Regions from separate parts of the Mus musculus genome. Here regions 1 and 2 are each linked to region 3. A link is a contact called in public HiChIP or PLAC-seq data. All regions are on one chromosome and are shown on one strand. The core of a region is the stretch at or near the end of the contact, and the rest is flanking DNA. Distances in the headings are between cores, read along the strand shown. Region 1 overlaps Chd7 (chromodomain helicase DNA binding protein 7). Region 2 overlaps Chd7 (chromodomain helicase DNA binding protein 7). Region 3 overlaps Chd7 (chromodomain helicase DNA binding protein 7).

Region 1 (2,700 bases), core at 27-2,526, 120 kb before region 3:
AGATGCGGTTCTCAGAGTCAGGACCCCCGGTAGCCTCTGTTTATCTAGTCACAGTATATGCGTGCTCAGCCTCTGCAAGGCAGTATAGTGGATGGGAGACAGATGACAAGTGCCCCATGTACACTTTTCCACACCTGCCACAGGAGTAGAAAAGTACAAGCAATTGAGAAAGGCCTGGAACTTGGTTCCAGCAAAGTCCTGCTAGGAGCAGATCTAAAAAAAAAATTAGTTTTCTCTAGAAGAAAATGCTTGGACCATATTTTAGAAGACTTGTACAAGAAGAGAGGTGGCAGGAATGTTCATGGCAGAGCCCTGCACAAAGGCCCAGGAGAGGAGCAAGGATGAGGGGCTCGAGGTACAGGAGCCATGGCAAGTTGATGAGGGTGGAGGCCGGAGCAGGGGGCGGGCACGTGTGGTTAGCAGTCTGAGCCCTAGCCCAGGGGAAGCAGGAGCTATTAGAAAATAGGGATAAGTTTAATATGGACATGGCTGTGCCTCGAGTTGCATGGGGGAGAAGTTATAGCGACAGCCACCAGTGAGGTTAGAGCACACTGCTCCAGCAGTTTACACCAGAAATAATGACCAAATATGAAGAAGACTTCCTAAAAAGACCTTCTTCAAAAGGTGAAATTAATAGAGGTAGACATCAGCAGACATGAACAACAAGAGTGAAGAAGGCAGGGAGAACTACCACATCCAACTCTGGCATCTGCATGTTACTCAGAAGGAGAACGTGCGTGCATGCGTGCGTGAAACACGTACGTGTGTCTTACACATGTGTCTTACACATGCTGAGACTGCATGTGAGGACTGAGGAAAGACTGCAAGAGACTGTAACGACATGAGCGTGCAGAGGCCAGAGAAGAACCTCTACAAGCTGGGGCCACGGGGGAGCTCAACTCCTTCCTCACACCACAGACAGCTCAGCTTGAAACAGATCACAAACTAGTTAACATGGTACCTGTGAGGACGAGGGAAAAGCCACCTGAACACACAGGTATGGGAAAGCAACAGGAAGTGATCCATCCAGAAAGAAAACAGGTTCAACAGTTTTAGCCACCGGGGAAACAGAAATTGGAAGAAAACAAACAAACAAGGAATGCTGTCCAGGATGGAGTGAAAAAGGAATTCGTATTCATTGCCAATAGGGACGAAAATTCACAGAGCCACTATGAACGTCAGTGTGGAGCGCCTCAAACCACTAAAAATAGCACTACCATGTCACCCAGCCACGCCACCAGATTGTGTTCTTGAAGGCTGGTCTCTGAGTCAACACACCACAGAGACACTTGCACACCCAAGTTTCACAATAGGCAGGAAATGGAACCAGCCTAGATGTCCAACAACAGAGGAACTGATAAAAGAAGATGTTCTAGCTATACACAGTGGACTTTTATTTAGTTGTAAAGAAAAACAAAATCATGGCACTTGCGAGGAAGTGGATGGAGCCAGAAACCACGGTGTGGAGCAATCTAAGGCAGGCTCAGAGATATAAACACATTTGTTTCACATGTGAACCTGGATGCTATATGTGTGTGTGTAGGCTCCGTCATGAAACGACAGGAAGAGATTTTTAAGCAAAAGGGGAGAAGGAATAATAGGTCTTATGTGATGTGAAGGCAGATGAAGGGGCTTCTGCAGAGTGGAGGGGCCACTGAAGGCAGTAGTTTTTTTTTAGATAAGGGATGCTGTATACAATGACCAGTGGAAGAAGATGGGGGGGGGGGGTTGGAGCCCAGAACTTTCCCCAATTTGTTTAAAAGAGAAACAGAAACAAAGAAACCCAGCCTGTTAGTTCCTTAAATGATAAGCATGCACAGACCTCACTGGGGAGCCAAGAAAGCTAACATCACCTAGAGTTCTGCTTCTGTCGAATGTGCAAGAGAAACGAAAAGACATGTCCAAAAAAAAAAAAAAAAAAAAAAACCCTACTACACTGAAAATCCCAAAGTAAAAATAACCCAAATTTCATCAATTAGCAATTAATAAATGACTGGAGCATTTATCATCACCTGGTCACTGTGTGATACCCGCACAGTAGAACATTGCAAACCATAAAGGAATAAATTATTTGAGGCCAGCCTGGTCTACAGAGTGAGTTCCAGGACAGCCAGGGTTACACAGAGAAACCCTGTCTGGAAAAACCAAACCAAACCAAAACAAAACAAATTATCCATGTATAGTATAAGGGCAAACATGAAAAACATTAATTTTATGAAAGCACTCAAAAGACCACACGTGATATAACTTCACACCGAGTGGTGTTTCCAGGGTGGACAAAGCTATTTAAAAAAAAAGAGCATGCGGTTTGCAGAACTGGGTGAAGCGGGAAGGGTAGGGACTGCCTGCTAATGGGCACAGGGAGCTCTCTGAGGTAGTAGGAACATTCAAAACCTAGCGTTGTGCTAACGGTCACCCCAGCCTATAATATGTCAAAGTGTTGAATTTCATGCTTTACGGCAAGTAAACCAGTTTAGCAAAACTACAAAGTAGAGTGAGCCTTGGTGTGGACAACCCGAATACTAGCAAGTGGGTTTGAGGCGACAGTCAGGGCTCAGAGCAGCTTGGCCTTAGCGGGCTGGCTTGGTGGAAGAGCACACGGTGCCAGCTGTGAGGCAGGCAGTGGCAGGAGCTGGGGTAGAATGCCATGGGCTCATTTTAGCTGTGAGCAGAGCTGTGGAGCCCTAACGAAAGGGGAAA
Region 2 (2,700 bases), core at 186-2,685, 90 kb before region 3:
AGTCCCTGGTACAGGGTCCTACACTGTCTTTGGAGCTTCCCACAGGTGAATGGATGGCAACCCTTGGGTCCCACCCACTCTGTCTCTGATGCCTGTCATCTATTGGTGCAATTACATGTCAATCAACACTTAACCCTCAGTCCTCCATCTGACTTGACACACCCAAGGGAAATCCCCCTGCAACTCATTTAGGTTACCCCCTCTTTGCCTATTCAGCTTCTCTCGTTAAGGATTCCCCACAGGAAATCACCTCATATGAACGATGTGCTTAGACATAAACTCACCATGAGGACACAATACTGATGGCAGCTAACATTTATTGTGCATTTTATTTTATACTGCCAGACTTCATTTCACTGACTCTCACAGTAAGACTGAGAGAGACTTTTTACTTAATGTTTTGCTTACCTCCTCAGAAGAGTGACCCTGTATTTACACAATGCAGACCAAAGGGACAAAAGCAGAGAAACATGGCACTCGGTGGTGACATTTTCCTGGGGCAATGTACTTTCTTAGGCTGTTTTCACAACAACTCCTAAAAATCATCCTTTAAAACCCAGGACTGATTCACCCGGGCTTTACATATGTCTTCTTCAGAGGAGCAAAGCAGAGAGAACAGATCTGTGGTCAGCAAAGGTGTCTGTCCTTAGCTGTGTGTCTGGTTAGGAAGGGCCTCTGTCTTCTTCGGGAGGGTAGTGACCAATCCTGAAAACCACACTGACTTGCCAAAGTGAGCACACAGATCCCATGACACAGCTCAAGGCAGCTGTGTTTCTCCATTCAGATTAAAACTAAACTAAACTAAACTAAACCCACTAAACAAATATTGGAAAGCAATGCACATAAAGCCAGAGCTCACTGCATCAAAGCCCGAGAGCATCCTGGGCCTCGGGGCCTCTGAGGGGCTACAGAGTTCTCATCACAGATGCAGGGAGAGGCGCAACCATGAAGAGCAAGAGCCACTCTTTGGGGGACAGTCAACTTCTACTTTATTTCACTATGATCACATCAGATGTTTCTATCTATGATGAGCTTCTTGCTTATATAAGAAAATTAGTCAACTTCTACACACTAAATATTTTCTAGAAAAGCATGTGCAAAGTACTACAAATAACAAAGTTAGGAGGAAACAGCCTTTCTGAGGCAGCAAAGAAACCATACCAAACTCTCCATGTTCACAATTCTTAAAGAGTCCTGTACTCCAGGTCTACCCTTCCCCGCTGAAAGGAGGAACAATTTACTTACAAGTTTTTGTACTTCACATAAAATTCCTCAACTTCTACCTCCTCGCCAGATTCCTTCTGCAATGAAAGAAGATTGAGGTACACACGTTAAAATCATATACCGACGATTTCAAAGGCAGCCACATACTCCCACAGGGGGACACAATGCCTGAGGTGGCCTGACTGGAAAGAGGAGCGCACAGGAAGCCTGGGCAGCCTGTGCCGTGGGGACTGACGTACTCAGGCACATGCACGCTGCTCCACTCAACGCGCTTGTGATTGTATGGCATGAATCATTTTAACCCCTCCCTAACCACATGCAGCTTCATTCACAACAACCTGACCCCAAGCCTGGCTGGCTGCCAAACCCGCAGTGTTAAGTAGACGCCAAGTGTACCATTTTCTCAGGCAGCAGCCAATTAGCAACTGCTCTCCTGAATGCCATATGTATTATTTTTGGCTGCCTCATGGCAACTTTACATTGTGGGTTTTGTAATGTTTTAAAATATTTAAAAGACATTTATTTCTCCATATAGTTAATAACTCTAAACAAGAAACCATATAAAAGGAAACCTTGCTCTTATGGTGGGACTCGGGGCATCACTACTCATGGTTTGAGTTTTACTCAGTGGAACAATTAAAGTCTTTCAGACAAGATGTCTCACACACATGGCAGCCAAATAAAATTAACACTTCCAATCCCACATTTCGGTGGGTTAAAATTGCGATGCATGTCCGCCGAGTCAAGAGCTTTCGGTGGTCAGAGTGCTTCCAGAAAGTACCGAAGACAACATCAATGCTATGGTTTAGAACCTCTCTTTTCCTTTTGGCTTTTGCTTTTGGAGTGTGAAAGGATTCATAATATGTCATTTTCTTACAATGTTTGAGCAGATAAAGCAAAGATGTAAACCATAAACAGCCTTTACCCACGTGTCAGGAAGTTCTTTTCTGCTCCTACGAGAGCTGGTGAGCTTGCCTGGAGGCTCACACATGGGTGCTGGGTGGTCTCATAGATCTTTGAAGAAAATGAGGGTGAACAGGAACATGGTTGGGGCCAAACAGGAGAGCCAGCGTGGAGGATGACAGAGGGCACATGTCTTATAAGGGCACTCCGGCTGGCTTCCATACATAACACTCAAACCACAGTTAAAGACCTTTTAGAATTCCCTCCAACCTTTTATCAGTTTCAATTAAATGTGCATTTTAAACTGCTTCTCACCAGTGCAAAGCCTAGATATTCTAGAATATGGCCAATACGTACGAACATCTCATTTTACTCTAGTGGGCTTATGAAAGGTCCTAACCATAACACAGCTTTGCTTTTTTTTTTTTTTTTTTTTGAGACAGAGTTTCTCTGTATAGCCCTCCTGTCCTGTCCTGGAACTCACTTTGTAGAGCAGGCCGGCCTCGAACTCAGAAATCCACCTGCCTCTGCCTCCTGAGTGCTGGGATTAAAGGCGTGTGCCATGTCCCCAAG
Region 3 (2,700 bases), core at 28-2,527:
AAAGACACTAAATGTCTCAACTATAGCTAGAACTTCATCTTTAATGTGGCAATAATTATTTGTATGTCAGAATGGTAATTTACCAACTTCAACAAAGCTAGCACAAGCATCTGCTCACCCTCCCAAGGCCACATCGTGCACGGGCCTCCTTCTGAGCAGCACACAGGGCCCATTTGCCTGTCTTCTATGCTGCTTCCAAAGGTGCCTCTCTCTTAACAGTATGCAGCAGCCATGGTACACTGTGGCGTCCAGATGAAGGCTGTTTGGAGCCAATGGGGAGATGGCTGCTGCTGAGACAAACCCCATCAGCAAAGAAAGAAGGGGTGGTGGTGGGAGGGAGGGCATGTAAATGAAGAAATCTACAGGAAAATTACAGTCAATTAAGAACATGTATTTTGGCATCTAAAATTTCTTTCAGGGACTCTCCTATTTATTAACTGAAGATACAAAGATGACTGGTACTAGAATAATTTCTCCCAGAATGCAGTCCATTTTTGTAATCATTCCAAGAACCATCACAGCCAACCCTGCAGATAAAAATCCGTATGTTAAGGCAGGGCGTTCATCTCAGCACTAGGGAGGCAGAGGCAGGTGGATCTCTGTGAGTTTGAGGTGAGCCTGGTCTACAAAGCAAGTCTAGGACAGCCAGGGCTACACAGAGAATCCCTGACTCAAAACAAAGAAACAAACAAAGATATACACAAACCATGATGTTAAATGAAATAAGCTACACCAAGACAATACTGTATGTTTTTCTCTTAAATGCAGATCCTAGATTTGAAGTTATATGCATATATATATATATACATACATACATACATATATATACACACACACACACATACATACATATAGCATTTATTTATATGTGTGTACATGAAGCTAGAAAGCAGATCATGAAAGGGGAGGAAGACCTTTTAAAGGAATGGGTTACTATATATATAAGAAAGCAGAAGGGAGAGATTATCTGGGGGAAGGGAAATCAGCCAGGAGGAGGAGGCAGGGGGACAAGGTAAGGGAGGAAGTAAATATAATGATGGACGAAAGGCTATAATGAAATATGATGAAACTGTACTGTAAAAGTATTTCTCCCAAACAATCAATACTTGCAGACACTAAGAACTGCTATTTCAGTGACTGTCAGAGTTAAGAAAATCAGAGAGGCAGCAAGATCATCAGCAATCCATATTTGTAACTGTCAACTACCCTACCACCACTAACAAAGCACAAACTTGTGAACTCATACAAACTGCCGCTGTCTGTCACAGTCAACTCTGCTGTAAAACTGTTCTCTTAACTACCGTATTTATAGCCATCGTGGAGGTGCACCCCTCCAGGACTGCTACTGAGGAGGCTAAGGTAGAAGATCCTTTGTTTTTATCATTGCTATTACAGATAAGAAACTGAAGTTTATAGTGTAGATATTCAAGGTACTCAACATGCTATTTTGATAAACACAGTTACTGGCTAAAGGATTGCTATGGTCAAGAAAATAACATAGCTATCATCTTAGATCTTACCTGTGACAAAAACTACTTGTATGTCAGAATAGTAAGTTATCAACTTCAACAAAGTTAGCACAAGCAAATATTCACCTTCCTAAGGCAAAAGGTGCACATTTTCTTTTAGTACAACTAAGGTTTCCTTTCACGGTTAAATACAGTTTCAATTTCTATTTAAAGACTCAAATGCACACAGGATGTATCAGACAGTGGCTAGGTGCTGTGGGTAGAGTCAACAAAGACTTTTTTTTTTTTTTTTTTTTTTTTTTTTTGGGTTTTTCGAGACAGGGTTTCTCTGTGTAGCCCTGGCTGTTCTGGAACTCACTCTGTAGACCAGGCTGGCCTCAAACTCAGAAATCCGCCTGCCTCTGCCTCCCGAGTGCTGGGATTAAAGGTGTGCGCCACCACTGCCCTTTTCTTAATATAAAAACACACTCTGTCCAGCCATGCCTGCTTTCATCTCATGCATGATGATTGCTGCAGGAACCCAGCAGTCTTACCTGCTGCTTCCTATGAACACTAGTCAGCAGCACAGTGCTTTGACGAGCCAGACACACATGTGGTTCAAATCTGTACTCAGCTGGAACATGTGTCGAGTAGGTTATCTATTACTAGTCATCCTAGCCTAGTAATCCTCCTTCCATAACTGTGATTAAAATCCTTCAAAGAAGGCTCGTACAGAAAGGTAACGTATGAACTATCTTCATTAGCCCAGCCTGTTAATCAGTTAATAAGATGTCCGACACAGTAAGTGACATACGACATCGGGACTGAGTATATCAGGCAGCAAAGCACATATGTTGCAAACTTGACCCGAGTTCAATTCCTCGAACCCATGGTTACCAGTACAGTGGTGTATGCTTGCAATCTCCAAGCTAGTAAGACAAAACCAGACAGAAACACTGGGCCTCACTGGCCAGCCAGTAGTGCCTATTTGAGGAATTCCGGGCCCGTGAAAATCCCTGCCTCAAAATGAAACACAACAGTGTATGGTGCCTTGGGAATAACACCTGGCCTTGACACAGGCATGTGTGCACATCCACAAATACACAAACGGGAGGCCGACCTAAGTTTTTCAGTGATACAGGGGAAAACAGTAAGCGATGATCTTCAAACCTAGCAGGAACTGTGAACTGCATTCAGGGAGAAGAGCCGCTGCCAAGCGAGGACATCCCTCATAGCATTTAACTGGAACCCC

What was found. HiChIP or PLAC-seq counts read pairs in DNA pulled down with a chosen protein or histone mark.
Region 1: a contact with region 3 is called in a BATF HiChIP or PLAC-seq map of CD8 T cells, with 7 read pairs. The contact joins two enhancer-like sites. A contact is called at or near these places in 1 of 484 Hi-C or Micro-C datasets (CD8 T cells), 4 of 115 datasets of contacts at active chromatin or transcription factors (CD8 T cells, bone marrow-derived macrophages, effector CD8 T cells and 1 more) and 3 of 9 other capture datasets (adipose tissue, liver and pancreatic islet).
Region 2: an H3K27ac HiChIP or PLAC-seq map of regulatory T cells shows a contact between it and region 3, with 4 times the contacts expected there. The contact joins two enhancer-like sites. A contact is called at or near these places in 3 of 484 Hi-C or Micro-C datasets (CD4 T cells and liver) and 5 of 115 datasets of contacts at active chromatin or transcription factors (the 230-238 cell line, CD8 T cells, effector CD8 T cells and 2 more).

Annotation. Positions count from the first base shown.
Region 1 is chr4:8,841,582-8,844,281 of GRCm38.p6, reverse strand. All of the region lies in intron 19 of Chd7 (chromodomain helicase DNA binding protein 7), which reads right to left. Among named protein-coding and RNA genes, the nearest start is that of Gm46842, 68 kb to the left of the region's middle. Within about 2 kb of position 1,276, at least 125 of the 459 cell types and tissues checked have an H3K27ac peak or open chromatin away from gene starts, as enhancers often do. A contact at or near this core is called in CD8 T cells, effector CD8 T cells and regulatory T cells, where this site is marked.
Region 2 is chr4:8,810,041-8,812,740 of GRCm38.p6, reverse strand. Chd7 (chromodomain helicase DNA binding protein 7) reads right to left here. Exons shown (of 38, transcript NM_001277149.1): 7 at 1,246-1,301. Among named protein-coding and RNA genes, the nearest start is that of Gm46841, 94 kb to the right of the region's middle. Within about 2 kb of position 1,435, at least 108 of the 459 cell types and tissues checked have an H3K27ac peak or open chromatin away from gene starts, as enhancers often do. A contact at or near this core is called in CD8 T cells, effector CD8 T cells and regulatory T cells, where this site is marked.
Region 3 is chr4:8,720,013-8,722,712 of GRCm38.p6, reverse strand. The region is part of intron 1 of Chd7 (chromodomain helicase DNA binding protein 7); the gene reads right to left. Gm46841 (predicted gene, 46841) reads right to left here. Exons shown (of 2, transcript NR_166064.1): 1 at 1-2,700. Among named protein-coding and RNA genes, the nearest start is that of Gm46841, 4.2 kb to the right of the region's middle. Within about 2 kb of position 1,277, at least 39 of the 459 cell types and tissues checked have an H3K27ac peak or open chromatin away from gene starts, as enhancers often do. A contact at or near this core is called in CD8 T cells, effector CD8 T cells and regulatory T cells, where this site is marked.